Linked DNA regions of Sus scrofa: region 1 is linked to region 2. The links are chromatin contacts, called in public HiChIP or PLAC-seq maps. All regions are on one chromosome and are shown on one strand. Each heading gives the region's core, a stretch centred on a gene start, on an enhancer-like site or on the middle of the called end of the contact. The rest is flanking DNA. Distances are from core to core; before and after follow the strand shown.

The links. HiChIP or PLAC-seq counts read pairs in DNA pulled down with a chosen protein or histone mark.
Region 1: an H3K27ac HiChIP or PLAC-seq map of skeletal muscle shows a contact between it and region 2. The contact joins the promoter of MED9 here to the promoter of PEMT in region 2. A contact is called at or near these places in 1 of 5 promoter capture datasets (liver), 2 of 47 Hi-C or Micro-C datasets (both in liver) and 2 of 2 datasets of contacts at active chromatin or transcription factors (alveolar macrophages and skeletal muscle).

The regions. Positions count from the first base shown.
Region 1 is chr12:60,929,173-60,936,647 of Sscrofa11.1, forward strand. It overlaps MED9 (mediator of RNA polymerase II transcription subunit 9), which reads right to left and starts at 4,827. Exons shown (of 2, transcript XM_003132045.3): 1 at 4,506-4,827. The coding sequence starts at 4,726.
Region 2 is chr12:60,877,353-60,884,641 of Sscrofa11.1, forward strand. PEMT (phosphatidylethanolamine N-methyltransferase) reads left to right here and starts at 3,015. Exons shown (of 7, transcript NM_214365.1): 1 at 3,015-3,024.

The DNA.
Region 1 (7,475 bases), core at 3,577-6,076, 54 kb after region 2:
GGCTGCGGCAGAGCTGCCCTCACGCTCTCCGTCCGCGCAAATTCCCGAAGCATCGTGGAACTAAAAGTAAAGAGTGACCCCGAAAAGGTCTGAGGAAAAAGGGACCAGTTCCTACCATTTATTTATTTATTTATTTTTATTTCCTTTGGTCTTTTTGTCCTTTTAGGGCCTCACCCGTGGCATGTGGAGGTTCCCAGGCTAGGGGTCTAATCAGAGCTGCAGCCACCGGTCTACACCACAGCCACACATCTGAGTCCCGTCTCTTACCTACCCCACGGCTCACGCAGCACCAGATCCTTAACCCACTGAGCAAGGCCAGGGATCGAACCCGCCACCTCATGGATGCTGGGCGGGTTCACAAACCCCTGAGCCACGATGGGAACTCCAGTTTCTACCATGTATTAGAGTGGAAAGGCCCTTCTAACGAGGACCAGAACTCAGAAGCCATAAGGAAAAGCCTATCTGCCTACACAAAATGACACGCTTCTGAATGACCAAAAAAATCCACAAACAGCTAAAAGAAAAAATACCAACAATCAGAAACAAAGTCAAGAGAAAAGCAACAACGGGGGAAGATTTCATTTACCTGAGAGACGCAGGCACACCTTCCTTACCGGACAAGGCGCTCTCGGAAAGCGGTGTGACCGAGTAGAAAAATGGGCAGTTTGCAGGGAAAAAATACACGACATAGCAAGTTGCACACGAAGACACGCTTTCCCTGATGTGACAAAGGCCCAGATGAGTGCAGTCCATCACCGCTGACCCGCGGCATCAGCCCAGGGGGACAGGCGAGTGGTAACAGCAGGTGTGCGGGACACAGATTCCCCGTGCGGCTGGGGAAGCACGAACGGCCGTGGACGTGACCACACGTCCATCCTACAGCCACCGTGAGAATCAGGCTGGACGCGATTCTCAAGGTCACCAGACAGGTCACCAGATGGCGCCGACGAGGAGGCTGACTGCGGCGAGACGGCAGGTGCCAAACGCCGAGACGGCGCCGACGGTGCCTTTAGGTAGGAAAGAGTTTACCTAAAGGACTGCTCGGGTCCTGAAAGAGAAGGCGATGCGGTTTGGGGCCCAGGCGGGGGCCGGAGGGGAGCTCCCTGGCCGTCTTGCCTCTTCAGGCTTGCGGGCTACATCCACAGCTGCAATTTTTCTATTACTTTCTGGGGGCTGATTTACGGCCCTTTCAGTTAGCCGAAGCCATCCACCTACAGCGCGGTGTCTGGAGAAGGATGGAGGCACGCGGCACCCTCGATTCAGCGAGAAGGATCACAACGACAGACGCACAGACGCAGCCTGGACTCCAGCAAGCCCTCTGCTGAGGACGCGCCTCGTCTAAACTCTCAGATACAAGGAGCTTACCAGGCACTGCTGCTAAAGGGAAAATGAGGAAAACCCACACACATTTATGCTGCAGCCGCCTTACTGGGGAGGTCCCACGTGCGAGCGTGGAAAAGAGTCCGGCTCAGATCAGCATGTGACCAAAACACCCGTGCCATGTGACCCCAATGGTCTGATGGTGGGAAAAGACGTGCTTGTGTGAGTTACTAGAAAGGCACGTACAGTGTCACCAGCCTGATGGCAACTCGAGGGGACCGGCTCCTCTTGGCATTTCACAAGGCTCAGAATCTGCAGCTGCTACTGCTTTTTTTTTTTTTTTGCTCCTCAGGGGACGCAACTGCAGCACAAGGAAGCTCCCAGCCTAGGGGTCAAATCGGAGCCACAGCCACAGCAACGGCGGATCCTTAACCCACTGAGCGAGGCCAGGGATCGAACCCACATCCTCATGGAGCCTAGTCGGGTTCGTGAACCACTGCGCCACGAGGGGAACCTCCTTTTTATTAGGAGTTTTCTTCACATGCCCGGTGGCTGCGGCTGTTCGGTCATCCATCTCAGAGTCCAGCGCTCCCTGGGTTCCATGTACAAAGCACTGCTCTCACTGCGTTGGATGGAAGAGGAGAAAGACGAGGTCGAACGAACGAACGAGAAAATGTTGACTGTTACGACCTGGCTCAGACGAACGGCGAGAGAAGATACAATTACTTTATGCTCCATTAGTAAAAAGCAGGCCATAAATAAATACTGGGGAACATATATTTTTTTTAAGTGAAAAGGCTGAGCGGACACTGCGTGAGTGATGTACCGCCTTCTCAGGATGAACCAGCTTCTTTCCTGGGGAGCCCCCACGTCTCTGGGGTGTCAGGTCAGACAGCCTGTCAATCTAGAAGCCGGGGCTGGGTCTCGGGTCTGTCTGAGGACTTGCTCTCAAGCGCTCTTCTTAGGTTGGCCTCTCCCTCCAGCTCCCGAAATGGGCAAGTGTCCCCCCTCCAGAGACCCTGTGCATTATTCTTTCCTAAAAACAAACCTTGGGAAAGTGTGAGCCTTTAATTATCCACCGAGACAGAAGGGGGACCACCTGTGGGCCTGGGGTCTCGAGAGGACTCAGGGGATCCGCTCCTAAACAGCCGTCCAAGCAGCCCTCCCATCCTCAGTCCCGTCACCCTCAATCACCTCTCACCGGAGGCCCTTGGCCCTGCCGCCTCCTGAGATCCGGAAGGGGCCGCGGCCAGAGGCAGCTGCTCCCGGCCGCTTCCTCGGGCTGGGAGGTGGACTAGCCCCCGGCCCCCCCCTACGGCAATCATCCCCTCTCGTGTCCTTTTCAGTTTTACGCTTAAAAGACACTCCTCACTGTCCACTCAGAGGGGACAGAGCAGGTCACACACGGGACGGACACAATGTCTTTCACAGAATGTTCTTGAGAACACCCCACAACAACCTTACGATTTCGGTGTTATTGCTCCCGGTTCACGAGAGAAAAAGATTCAGAGAGGCCGTTTGACCGAGGCCGCCCCACCAGCACACTACAAAGCTACCTCGGAAGCCCTCCTCTGAGGTTCATTGCTATTATTCACCTCTTAGCGACACGAAAAATTACGGCCTAGAAAGGCTCTGTATTTACCAAGATTACAAGGCAAGCAAGCATTAAGACTATCTCATCTCGGAGTTCCCACCGTGGCACAGCGGAAACGAATCCGACGAGAAACCCACTGGCCTCGCTCAGTGGGTTAAGGATCTGTGCCGTGAGCTGCGGTGTAGGTTACAGATGCGGCGCAGATCCTGAGTTGCTGTGGCTGTGGTGTAGGCCGGCGGCTGTAACTCCGATTGGACACCTAGCCTGGGAACCTCCATATGCCACGGGTGTGGCCCTAAAAAGAAAAAAAAAAAAGAGAGAGAGACCATCTCACCTCGCAGCCCATGCTCTCTCTAGTGCACCTCAAGGATCCGTCTTTAAGGCCAGCCCAACCCGAGGGTCCTATCAGGATGCCAGAGTGTGTACACTGTGTGTTTTAATTTTCCAAAAACCAGAACAGATAAATCTGGGTTCATCTGGACAACGCCCTTCCAACCCAGCACCGCCCTGGGACTGCAGGGCGTGCAGGTGGGTTGGGTTTCCTATGTCACTGCTGCCTACGAGTGCTACTTGCTGATCACAGGCTCACGAGAAGAGTCGGCCTCACCAGATAAACAGTATGTTCACACCAAACGAAGCCAAGTTCTAATGTGAGAAAAAAAAAGGCTTTGCAGTTGTCTGAAAAGTGGTGGAAGCGTCAGAGCGTCCCAGGCAGTGACTCTCTTCCACCTAAACTCAAAACAAGCTGGGCCACTGACAACACTTCACTGTTGTGAGCGGCAATTTCATTTCAGCAAAACATCCAAGAGGATGCTGAGGTCCACCTGAGTGTTAGAGCAGAAGGAACATTGTTTTAATTTGCTTTGTTTTGGGTTTTAATGGCTAAACAGACGTGATAAGCTGAGGGGTTTACACCTTGTTACCATGGGGACATAAATAACAGTAAAAACCATTTGGGCAAATGTGGGGACCCTGGCGATTTTGGTGGGGTTTTCCCCCCTCTTTAAGGGTCAGTCTGAAAAACCGGGTCCCCTGAAGACCGGCCTAAAGGAGACATCACCCCTGCGGCATCCTGTTGGGAACTGTGAGTGCGACGGGCTGTCTAGCGGCCATTCCCTGCCATGGCCTTATCATCACCCCTAGAATCTCTTCGCGTTATGGGTTATTCCCGTTCACGACTCTGTTCCTTCTAACTGGTGAGCAACGTGGGCGTGAACCGTATGCCCTTTCAAGTGTACATCCCCTGGCGCTTAGCAGTGTGCCACCCGCGAAACATGACCCACATCTGCTGGAAAAGACACCGAAGCGAGCGTTCTGTCCTTCATTACGTGTGAGAAAACAGCCCCGAGAAGCCTGGCTGGCTCCGGCCACAGGGACGCTGCACCTGTGCACGTGGTGTCCAGGTCGGCTTCGTTTCGAGGACTCCGCCCGGCCAGCACGGGGCCTGGCAGCCCTGAGCTCAGCGTCCGCTCAACTCGGGGGGAGGCTCGCGGTGGTCTTCGCGAGGCCGCCTCCCCGGGACCGGCGGCGCCCCGGAGCTCGGCCCGCGACGGACAGCGGGGGCGCACTCGCGGGCACCCCGGGCTCTTACCACTTGATGACGTTGTGAACCAGCGGGAGGAAGGAGCAGTTCTCCTCCGCCTTCACGACGGCCGGGGACGGAGGCCTCGGCGCGGGCTGCGGCTGCGGCGCGGAGACCGGCGTCGGCAGCTGCGGCGTCGGCAGCGGTTTCGTTTCGGGCATCGGCGGCTCGGTTGGCGGCGGCAGGGCATCCTCGGCCTGCCGGCCGGCGGGCACCCCCACTGAAGCCATGGCGCCCCGCGTTTCCGCGGCGGGTCGGCTGGGCCGCGGCTCAGCGCGCCGAACGCGTCGCGGACTCTGCACGTCACCACCGTGCGCCGCGGGGCGGGACCCAGAGGGAGGCTGGGAGCGCGCGCCCGGGGACGCGGGGCGGGGCCTGGGCGTCCGTTACTAGGCAACGGGCGGCCGGCCGGGCTAGGGTGCCCTGCTTTGGGTTGTGCGTTGAGGCAGCTAAATTGTTAATAGAAATAGATATATGTCAGAAATAACATTTTATTCCTATTCGCGTTACAAAGAGGATCCAAAATCAACAAGTGCGGAAGACTTGAGATAAATAAGGCCTCTTGAAGAGCGGAGGCCCCTGCCCAGCACCTGCTGGGGTCAGGCCCTGGGCCAGCGGGCGTGGAGAGAATCCCGGCGGAGGGACCCACGGTTCCCACCCGCGCAGAGGCCTTCAGGGGAGAGGCCCTGCGCCCGCCCTAAGGACGCAGGAACAAAGAAGCTGCGACGAACTAAGTCAATACTTAATATGCATCTTCTCCATGACTGCTGTACTGCCTGCGGGGAGGGGTGGGAGTTGTCCCAACTTCCACACGAGGCTGAAGGGGGTTAGTGCCAGGAATAAACATGTCCTAGGAGAAGTCAGCGGCACGTACTCTCCTCACCTGTGGGCCCCAGCTCCTTAAGCCTCCAGGGCTCAGCGTCCTCACCCCAAAAGCCTTATATAGTTCAGGAGCCTAAACTGCTTCCCACCTTCCCACACGTGGCCGGCCTCCAAGCTCGCGTTTGCAGGGGCACTCACTCCCTGGGATCTCAGGCCAAAGCCAGGGGAACTCTGGTGGGTTTGTGGTTATGCTCCTCAAGACAAGTCCTCCCTGGCTGTGTAATAAATTCCTGGGCGATGAGAACACACGTTCTGAGCTTCGCTGGTGAGTGGAAGCCCTGCCCTTCCTCAGAGCTTTAGAGACACAAGGAGACTGCAGTCAGGTGCCAAGATGAGAAGCAGCATTGAAGAGCAAGGCGGCCGTCCTAAGGAAAACGTCACTGCAAATATTTCTAGATGCATCCAGAGGGGTCTGTGAAGGCAAGTCCTGGGGAGGCTTGGAGTGGGTGCTTTGGGCCTCAACACTGCTTTCTTGTAAGAACTACCCAGAGAACCCCTGAGGGAGCGCATGGAGGGGGAGGTGAGGACTGCTGCCCAGGGGCCTCTCCGCCCAAAGGAAGTGCCAGGGTCCTGGTGGAGAACCGGAAGGAGGACCAGAGGCACTGAAGGGGCTTCCGTGCCTGGAGTCCTCTGGGGAGGTACGGAGGCTGTACCGGTAAGAGGAATGACCACAGCTACTCTGCATCAAATAGATACAGGGGACAGAGCAGAGTCATCTCACTTAATCACCGCAGAAAGCTCTGGAAGGTGGATGTTCGTGTCCCATTTTATCAGTGTGAAGACGCTGGCCCCAGGGTCACACAGCTGTCTGACCCCAAGCCTATGGTCTGCAGCAACCCAGGGGAGACCGCGGGTCCCTCCCAGTTCTATGATTCTGAGAGTCAACATGTTAAAGGGAGGTTTTTATCCAGAATTTGAGAAGAATCCAATGATCATCAGTAATATCCCCAAGGCAATGGCTCATCCCCCCCGCCCCCCCGGTGTGTTTATAGCTTCATCACCAGCCTCACCAGCCTCAGCTTTATCGTTGGCAGAATAATGAGGACATCTCTTTAAAAAAAAAAAAAGGGAGAGATAGAAAAAGAAACACTTGAGGTATAAATAGATATGACTAAAGAAAATAAATTGAAAACATAGGAGGCATGAACCAGTAGGACGCATTGACGATCTGCCCTGAAAATAGTTCATACAATTAAGTAAAGAGTAAAGATGACCTCAGACCCTTGCAAGCGGATGTCAGAACAATCCTGCCTGTGCTGGCTTCATTAAAGCTGAAGTGACCACAAATGCGTGCCTGCTCAGAGCTGCTCCATGAAGTGTCAGAAGAAAAAAAAAAAGGGCAGAAGCTCCACTGATGTGTAAGGACTGAGTGGTGCTGTCGTCTGCAGGGGAGGCTTTCTGCTGGCTGCACTCACGGGGGCTCTACCCACGTCTGGGAGCCGCCCACCCCGCCTCTTGGAAGTTGCGTGACTTTGGACAACTACACATAAGTCACCTAGAAAAGTACCCAGGGGCAGTAGGTGCCACTTCTTACTACCCAGAATTCAGGCTCCTTCACCAGTGAACAAAACCTGGACTTGGGGCATCGAAGAGGAGCAGCTGTATCAGCATCTCCAGCAGAAGATAACTTGCGTCGCTTTCAGCGTTCTAGCAGCCGCTGACGTCATCCGGTTTACAAACCCGACTAGGATCCATGGGGACTGGGGTTCGATCCCTGGCCTCGCTCAGTGGGTTGGGGATCCAGCGTTGCCCTCAGCTGTAGTCCAATCAGAGCTGCAGCTGCACAACAGCCGCAGCAATGCCAGATCAGCGTCAGCAACCTACCCCACAGCTCATGGCAACGCCGGATCCTTAATCCACTGAGCGAGGCCAGGGATCGAACCTGCGTCCTCATAGATACCAGTCAGATTCGTTTCTGCTGTGCCACAATGGGAACTCCCTCCTGAGCAGATCATAAGAGGACTTGAAGCGAACAGGAAAAAGACCAACCGTTGCCAGGCAGGGGAGGCCAGGCTCCGTTCTCTCTGACTGTGGGACCTGGGGCAGCCCATCTAACCTTTCCTGCCTTAGTTTCCTCATCTGCGAAATGGAATTGTA
Region 2 (7,289 bases), core at 1,765-4,264:
GTCTCCACCTCTGAAATCTGCTGAGGTTTGCTTTACAGCCGGCAGAGGGTGCGTTTTGGCAAATGCTCGGCGCAACCTCATAGGAATGGATGTCCTGCTGTCAGTGGAGGAGGTTTTGTGGGGATCGAATCCCAGGCAGGCTGCCCTCACTTTTCTCACAGCTACCAAGATACATATGTTAATCCCCCGAGATAGTTCCATGCTACAAACGGCTAATGTTTGTTCAGCTTTTTCAGCGCCCTTCACCCCCGAGTGCCCAGGCTGGCCTCACAGGATCATCTTCCGCCAGCCCGGGGATGGATTTGTTGTCTGAAAACACACGGCGTGTGCAAAGGTCCTGAGGTGAGTGTGTGTCCGAGCTACTCCAGGCACAGCCAAGAGGCCGGCGGGAGGTCCTGTGGGTGGTGGGCGGGGGCAGGGAGACCTGTCACATCCGGGCACTTGCTGGCGCTTCCTGGGTCTGGACCACTGTGCCAGTGAGTCACTTCGTCCAGAAACAGAGGACACTGGAAAGGCCTCCCCACCAGCCCCCAGCTGATGGAGGGGTTTCCTCTTTGCCAGCAGCTCTGCCCTGCCCCAGCTCCCATGTGGCTCCTGCTGAACCTGCCCTGGGCAGGGTGGGGGCAGTTGGGCTGCCTGGAGGAGGGGCTGCTGGGCATCGTGGCCCTGGTTTTAAAGAACTCCTGATGACCTGGTTTCTCTGGCTGCCCAGCCCTCCCCCTGTGTCTGCCCAGGAACTCTGGTCCCTGAGTTACCACCCTGCTCTCCTGGGCCCCGTGCTGGGTGGGTCCTAAACCCAGGGTCCATGGGTGTCAGGCGTGGGACCCTCACAGGCGAGTCTCCCTAGGTGGGGGACCTCGGCAGGCAGCCGTCGGGAACCTGCAGCGTGCAGGGTGTCTGGTGCACCTGTAGCCTCACTGCAGCCTCACTCCGGAGATTCTGCACCTCTTTTATGAGAGTAGACTCAGCGGTAGGGAAAGTGTAGGTTTTCCCCAAGGCCACCCAATAATAAATGTTCATTTTTAGTAATAAAAGCCCTTTTGGTGATGGCTGGGAGCCAGGCAGCCAGATCCGGTGACACAGGGGAGGGAGGGAGGGCGGGAGCTGGAGAAGGCAAAGAAGAAATGGCTGCTGGCTTTGATCCTCTCTAGCAAAGGTCAAACTCCCAGCGGAGAGGTCACCTGGAGATGTTTGCCCTGGAGCCGACAGGAGACATTCTGATAAATGGCTCCGGGAATCTGAAGAGCTATGAGGCTGGGGCAGAGAGAGATAACCCTGTTTGTTAAAGCTTCGGGAAGGGGGACTTTGGGAGCAAACATCCTGCCCACCAGAGCAGCAGCTGCCTCAGAAGTGACTCTTCTGTTTGCTGGGGATGCCGCAGAGCACTCTCGGGAGAGAGGCTGGCTGGGTGGCGTCCCTGCAAGCTCAGGCCCGGGTGTGTTCAAAGCACCAGGCGAACACTTCTGCCCCCAAATATCTTTGGCGGCAGGTTTTGTGCTCACGCTGGAAGCGGGGTCTCGCTTTTGTGGTCAGCGTGTGCCCCTTGCGGGGGTGCGGGATGGCAGTGGACTCTTCCGGTTGCATCAGCTCTGGTGACCTCTGACATTTACCTTTCTTCGTTCCCAGACAAACCACACACAAAACCCAATTTCTCTGGCTTAATAAAAGAACGGGCGTAGGCAGGGAGAAAACGGGCCTGGGTGGGTGGTGCTGGCTGGGGGCCCTTCCCCCTTGGCAGGCCCCCCAGAATTGGCTCTGGTTCTGCCTGGACTCCCTGAGCGGGAGCATGACGAGCGGTGGTCAGTGGGCACACCGGTCCTGCAGCGCCTGCCGTGCGCGCAGCCCAGTCATGCCCAGTGGTTGTTAAGCACTTCCCACTGGTCCGCGTGATGGGTTTTACCAACAGGTATTTCCTTTTCACTTTCGAGGACACGAAAGTTGTCTGCAGTCCGAGAGCCAGTGCTCGCCCCCAGGCCAGTGTCCTTCCTGTCTCACCGTGGGCCTGCCTATCCTAGGGATGCTGCGGAGGCCACCGCAGGGGCCCGCACACCGGGTCTGCTCACAAATGCTCCAGACCGGCCGGTGCTGAGGGCCAAGGGGTGAGAAGTGGGCTTGAATCAGGGAGAGCTGGCTTTACAGAGGGGCTGCCTGGGCTCCCATCCCAGACAAGGGAATCTCCATTTCCCAGGTACATGGCACCTAGCTCAAAGGGGCTGTCTTGGGACCAAACCATCCAAAATCCCACCTACTTTTCTTTTCCTTTTTTTTTTTTTTTTTTGTCTTTTTAGGGCTACACCCGCGGCATGTGGAGGTTCTCAGGCTAGGGGTCCAATCGGAGCTGTACCGCCAGCGTATGCCAGAGCCACAGCATCGCGGGATCCAAGCCACGACTGCAACCTACACCACAGTTCACGGCAACGCCGGATCCCTAACCCACTGAGCGAGGCCAGGGATCGAACCCGCAACCTCGTGATTCCTAGTCGGATTCCTTTCCCCTGCGCCGCGACGGGAACTCCCCACCTACTTTTCCGAACTCCGTCGTTCCCCCTATCTCCCGTCCACCACTACTCCAGCCTTTTCCGGATTCCAGAAGGACCCCTCCGGTCTCCAGGCACCTGCACAGGTGGTCTCTCTTCCTGCCCCTGCAGTTTGCATGTCTGGCACCTCCTGCACTCAGGCCTCCCTCTGAGACCTTCCCGAAGCATTCCAGGGCAGGGGCCCCGGTGACCATCCGACCCAGCCCCCTCCCCCCAACACACCCCGCTTTTCCTGCTAGGCGCTCTTCCCCCAGGCGACAACGAGGGCAGCCCCGGTGAGTGCTCGAGGGGGAGTGGAGGAGGGTCGCCAACCGCGGGGCGGGAGCTGCGGGGAGTGCCCGCCCCCAGGCACAGGCAGCCTCAGGAGGGGCGGGGGGCCGAGCCGGCCAAAGTCCAGGTCCGCAGGGGCTGCGCAGAGCGCTACTTAAGCCTACGACCCGCCGCCGCCGGCCTCTAGCCCGCCGCCGGCCAAGGACAGGGACACCAGGTCAGTTGGCAGGACAGGTGGGGAGCCGGGGGCCGAGGGGACACCGAGCCCGGCGGCCTCGAGGCCGCCGCGGGACTGGCGGGCGCCGCAGCGCGCGGCCCTGGGATTTGTAGTAGGTCTCGGTTCCGCGAGAGGCTTGCGCGAGCCCGGGAGCGCGGCCCTGCGCGGAAACGGGGACTACATTTCCCAGAAGGCCAAGGAAGCGGGGGTCATCGGGAAAGCGCCCCGCCGGCGGCGCTTCATGGGCCGCCATGGGGGCCGGTTCTGCGGGCCGGGGGCTCCCGCGAGGCCCGCGCGGCAACCCCTGCAAGGCGGCCCGCGGCCGGGGGCTCCGGCGAGCGAGGACCATGCGGGACCCGGGGGCGGCGCCCGACTGCTGCGGGGGCTTCGGCAACCTGGACCTCAGGCAGGTACCGACCGCGCCGGCCGCTGGGCGGGAGAGGGCTCGCCAGGCCCTCCAGGTCCGCGGCTGGCCTCGCTGCCTCCGACTCCTGGGGGCGGGGCTGCCGTTACCAGGCGACGGGGCGGGGCGGGCCGGGGGCGGGGCTTCCGTTACCAGGCAACGGGGCGGGGCGGGGCGGGGCTGCGCGAGCCCTTGCGGGGAGGCGGCGCCCGGAGCCGCTGGAGCAGCCCCTTCTCTTCCGAGACCCGCACGAGAGGGGCGGCGCGGGGGGGGCCGGTGCCGGGGGCCCGCCGCCCCCGCGCTGTCCCGCCCGCGCTCGGAGCCGCCTCTGAGCCACTTCCTTCACCTGTCAGCGTCAGCGTCCTCCGTGGAGTCCCCAGAGGTCTCAGCTCCAGTCCAGTCCCCAGCCCAGCGGGTCCCGATTTAGAGCCAGGTGCAGAGACCTGGGACAAAAACCTCAGAGTTGAGCTCTGTTTCATTTGGGGGCCTTACTGAGGACTGTAGCCCAGGAAGCAGCCCCTCAGCAGCTCTGAGGGTCTGTCGGGAGAAGTAAGGGAGGGGCCGGGATCTCTAGGAGTTTTTGCTGGGACCCCCCCCCCCCCAGGGCAATCCCACATCAGAAGATGACTGCTGGGAGTTCCTGGGGTGGCCTAGCGGGGTAAAAACCGACACAGTGTTTGTGAAGATGTGGGTTGAACCCCTGGCCTCGCTCAGTGGGTTGAGGTCCAGCCTTGCCGCAAGCTGCAGCATAGGTCGCGGGTGTGGCTCCGATCCCACGTTGCTGTGGTTGTGGGGTAGGCCAGCAGCTGCGTCTCAGATGAGACCCCTCGCCTGGGAACTTCCATGTGCCACAGGAGCTGCTGCATAAAGAAAAAAAGATGACTGCTAGGCACCCAAAAAACCAGACACGTCACTCACGATTCGAGCGCTTTTCTTTGCACAGGAAAATGCACGAGCCTGGGCTCCCTGAAATTCTTGCTTAGATTTGCATCTTAACTGTCGAGGGCCAGTGTCCAGTTCTTCCTCCGTTCCGAGTCCCCTCGGGCCACGTGGCTGGATGGGGGCGACATTCTTTGTTTTCTGGAATGGGCAGGTGACATTCTTCGTCCATTTCAGTGTTGGAGGTGGGCTCTCACTGGCCTTTCACTCCAGGGAGCCTGGAAACAAAATTCTGTTGGAGATAAGGCTGGCTCGCCTTTTCGGAGGAGCTGGTGCGGGGGTGGGGGGTGGGATTGAGATCCGGACACGCCGGTTCCCCTTCTGAGCAGGGGCCTCTTCTCTGAGATCAGATCCGATTGGGAAGGTGCGGGGTCGGGGTGGGGAGCAGCAGAGCAAAGCCTCGGAGGGGGGTGTTGTTGGAGAACCAGGTGAAGCCTCGCATCTGTCCAGAGTGCAGGCCTGTCCCGGGGCACAGGCGGGACAGAGAGAGGAAGAGACATTATTTCAGTGAGCTGCTGAGGTGGAACTCAGAGGGCGCTGGGGCACAGCGCCCAGCTCAGCCACCTTCAGAGGCGGCCGCCTGGCGGGTGTGGGCCCAGCGCCAGGGATCCATCCGCCCCAACCATTGATCCTTAGCTCCTACACGTAAATGGCCATTAGCTCCCTGGACGCGCGGGGTTGGTGGCAGGAGCCACAGCAGGTCTCAGCTGAAGGGCGCTTAGGGTGGCAAAGGGGACCCTCAGCGTTCCTGCCTGGGGGAGGGGTCCCTGTTCACTGGGGTGGGCCCAGCTGCAGGGTTGGGGTCCTGCCCCCGGATCTGAAGGAGGCCTGTGCTCTGGACCTGGAAGGTGGGGGTGGGCGTGGCTGGGGCCAGGGGGCATTTCCCGGGTGTGGGGGAGGCCTTTGCTGTTCTTTCTCCCTTCCTGCCCCCCCTGCCCCAGGGGGTGGGGTGGGGTGGCTGTGCACTTGGAGAGGGCTGGCATCCTGCTGGGGGACAGGTCAGGGTGACCCCAGCTAACATTCCATTTTTCCTTGCTGCCCTCGTGGGTACAGTTAAGCTTCTTGTTGCCAACAACATCCAGTGCTCTGTGGTGTACGTGGCAGCTCTCCCTCCTCCTCAGGCGCGGTCTCTGGGTTTGAAAGCTGTCCTTCCCAGCCTGACTGAGCGGGAAGCTTTCTCCCCCCCACCCCACCCCCAGGCGCCTGAGCCGGGGGACAGCCCGGCCGGGCCAGCGCTGTCTGTGTGATGGGGAGTAATGGGTCCCGTTTAGAAGTTCCTTTACTGGCCGCGGTTTAAAAAGAGGAAGTCACGGGGTTCCCTGGTGGCTAAGCAGGTTAAGGCTCCGATATGGTCACTGCCACGGCTCAGGTTGCTGCTGTGTCGCTGGTTTGAATCCTGGCCCAGGAACTTCAACATGCTGTGGCCAAAAACAAACAAAAGAAATTGGCGAAGTTACTTTTTTTTTTTGTCATTTTAGGGCCATACCCATGGTACGTGGAGGTTCCCAGGCTAGGGGTTGAATTGGAGCTGTAGCTGCTGGCCTACACCACAGCCCCAGCCACACTAGATCTGAGCCGTGTCTGTGACCTACACCACAGCTCACGGCAACGCCAGATCCTTAACCCACGGAGCCCAGCCAGGGATTGAACCCGCAACCTCATGGTTCCCAGTCGGATTCATTTCCACTGCGTCACGAGGGGAACTCCAGGTGAAGTTACTTTTCACAGTGTATTTTATTTACCCCAATATGTAAAATGTCATTTTGTCACATGGCACCACCTGTCCAGCAGCCGCACGTGTGCTGATGTGTAGCGTGGGCCCGGTGCCCTTCACCAGCTTCTGGGCCCACTGCAGCTGGGAGAGAAGCTGGTTTTGTTTTTAGCTTAAAGGTCCCTGCTGGGCGAGGAGCCTCCGACCAAGGCCCCCCTGCCTTGCTGTCCTCCTGCTGGGGGGCAGGGTGCTTGAACTTGGCGGCCATTTGGGAGGAAACCACCGGAGGCCAATCTCGGGGCCCGGGAGAGATGGGTCTGCACGAGCGGTTCTTTTTTTTTTTTGGCTGCATCTGTGGCGTGTGGGATCCCAGGCCGGGGACTGAGCCTGTGCTGCCGCAGCGCCCAAGCCATTGCAGTGGCCATACTGGATCCTTCGTCTGCTGCGCCACAAGAAAACTAACAGAAGTTTTTAAAACTCTTGGTGTTTTCACGTGAGTTAATATAAACGTCAGGCCATTTCCTTGGGTGACTTACTCTCTAGGACACAATTTTTTTTTCCCTCTTGGGCCGTGCCTGCAGCATGTGGACGTTTCCGGGCAAGGGATGGAATCGGAGCTGCAGGTGCAGCAATGCGAGGTCATTAACCTGCTGTGCTCCAGTGGGAACTCCCTCGAGGACACAAGTCTTGTCTTCAGTGTTTGGGGTTAGAGTCCAGACTGGGGGCAAATCATGTGAACTTGCTAAACCTCAGTTTCTTCTGCCTCTGTTGTGTGGTCGTGGGGCTTTTTCTCCTCTGGCTGGCAGTAGGGTGTTATGTTGACGTGTCAAACCAGCCCTGTCTTCCTGGGGTGACCCCCACTTGGTCTCCTTGCGCATCTTGCCGGATTTGATTTGCTGTCATTTTTTTTTTTTTTGTCTTTTTCCGGCCGCACCTGTGGCATAGGGAGGTTCCGGGCTAGGGGTTGAATCAGAGCTGTAGCCGCCGGCCTCCACCACAGCCGCAGCAACATGGGATCCGAGCCGCATCTTCGACCGACACCCCAGCTCGTGGCCACGCTGGATTGTTCACCCACTGAGCGAGGCCCGGGATCGAACCTGCATCCGCATGGATGTCAGCTGGGTTTGTTAACTGCTGAGCCACGGCGGGAACTCCGTGGACTGCGTCCTCTCGAGTGAGTTTTGGTGGCTGCCTTTCCAGGACTGGGCGGTT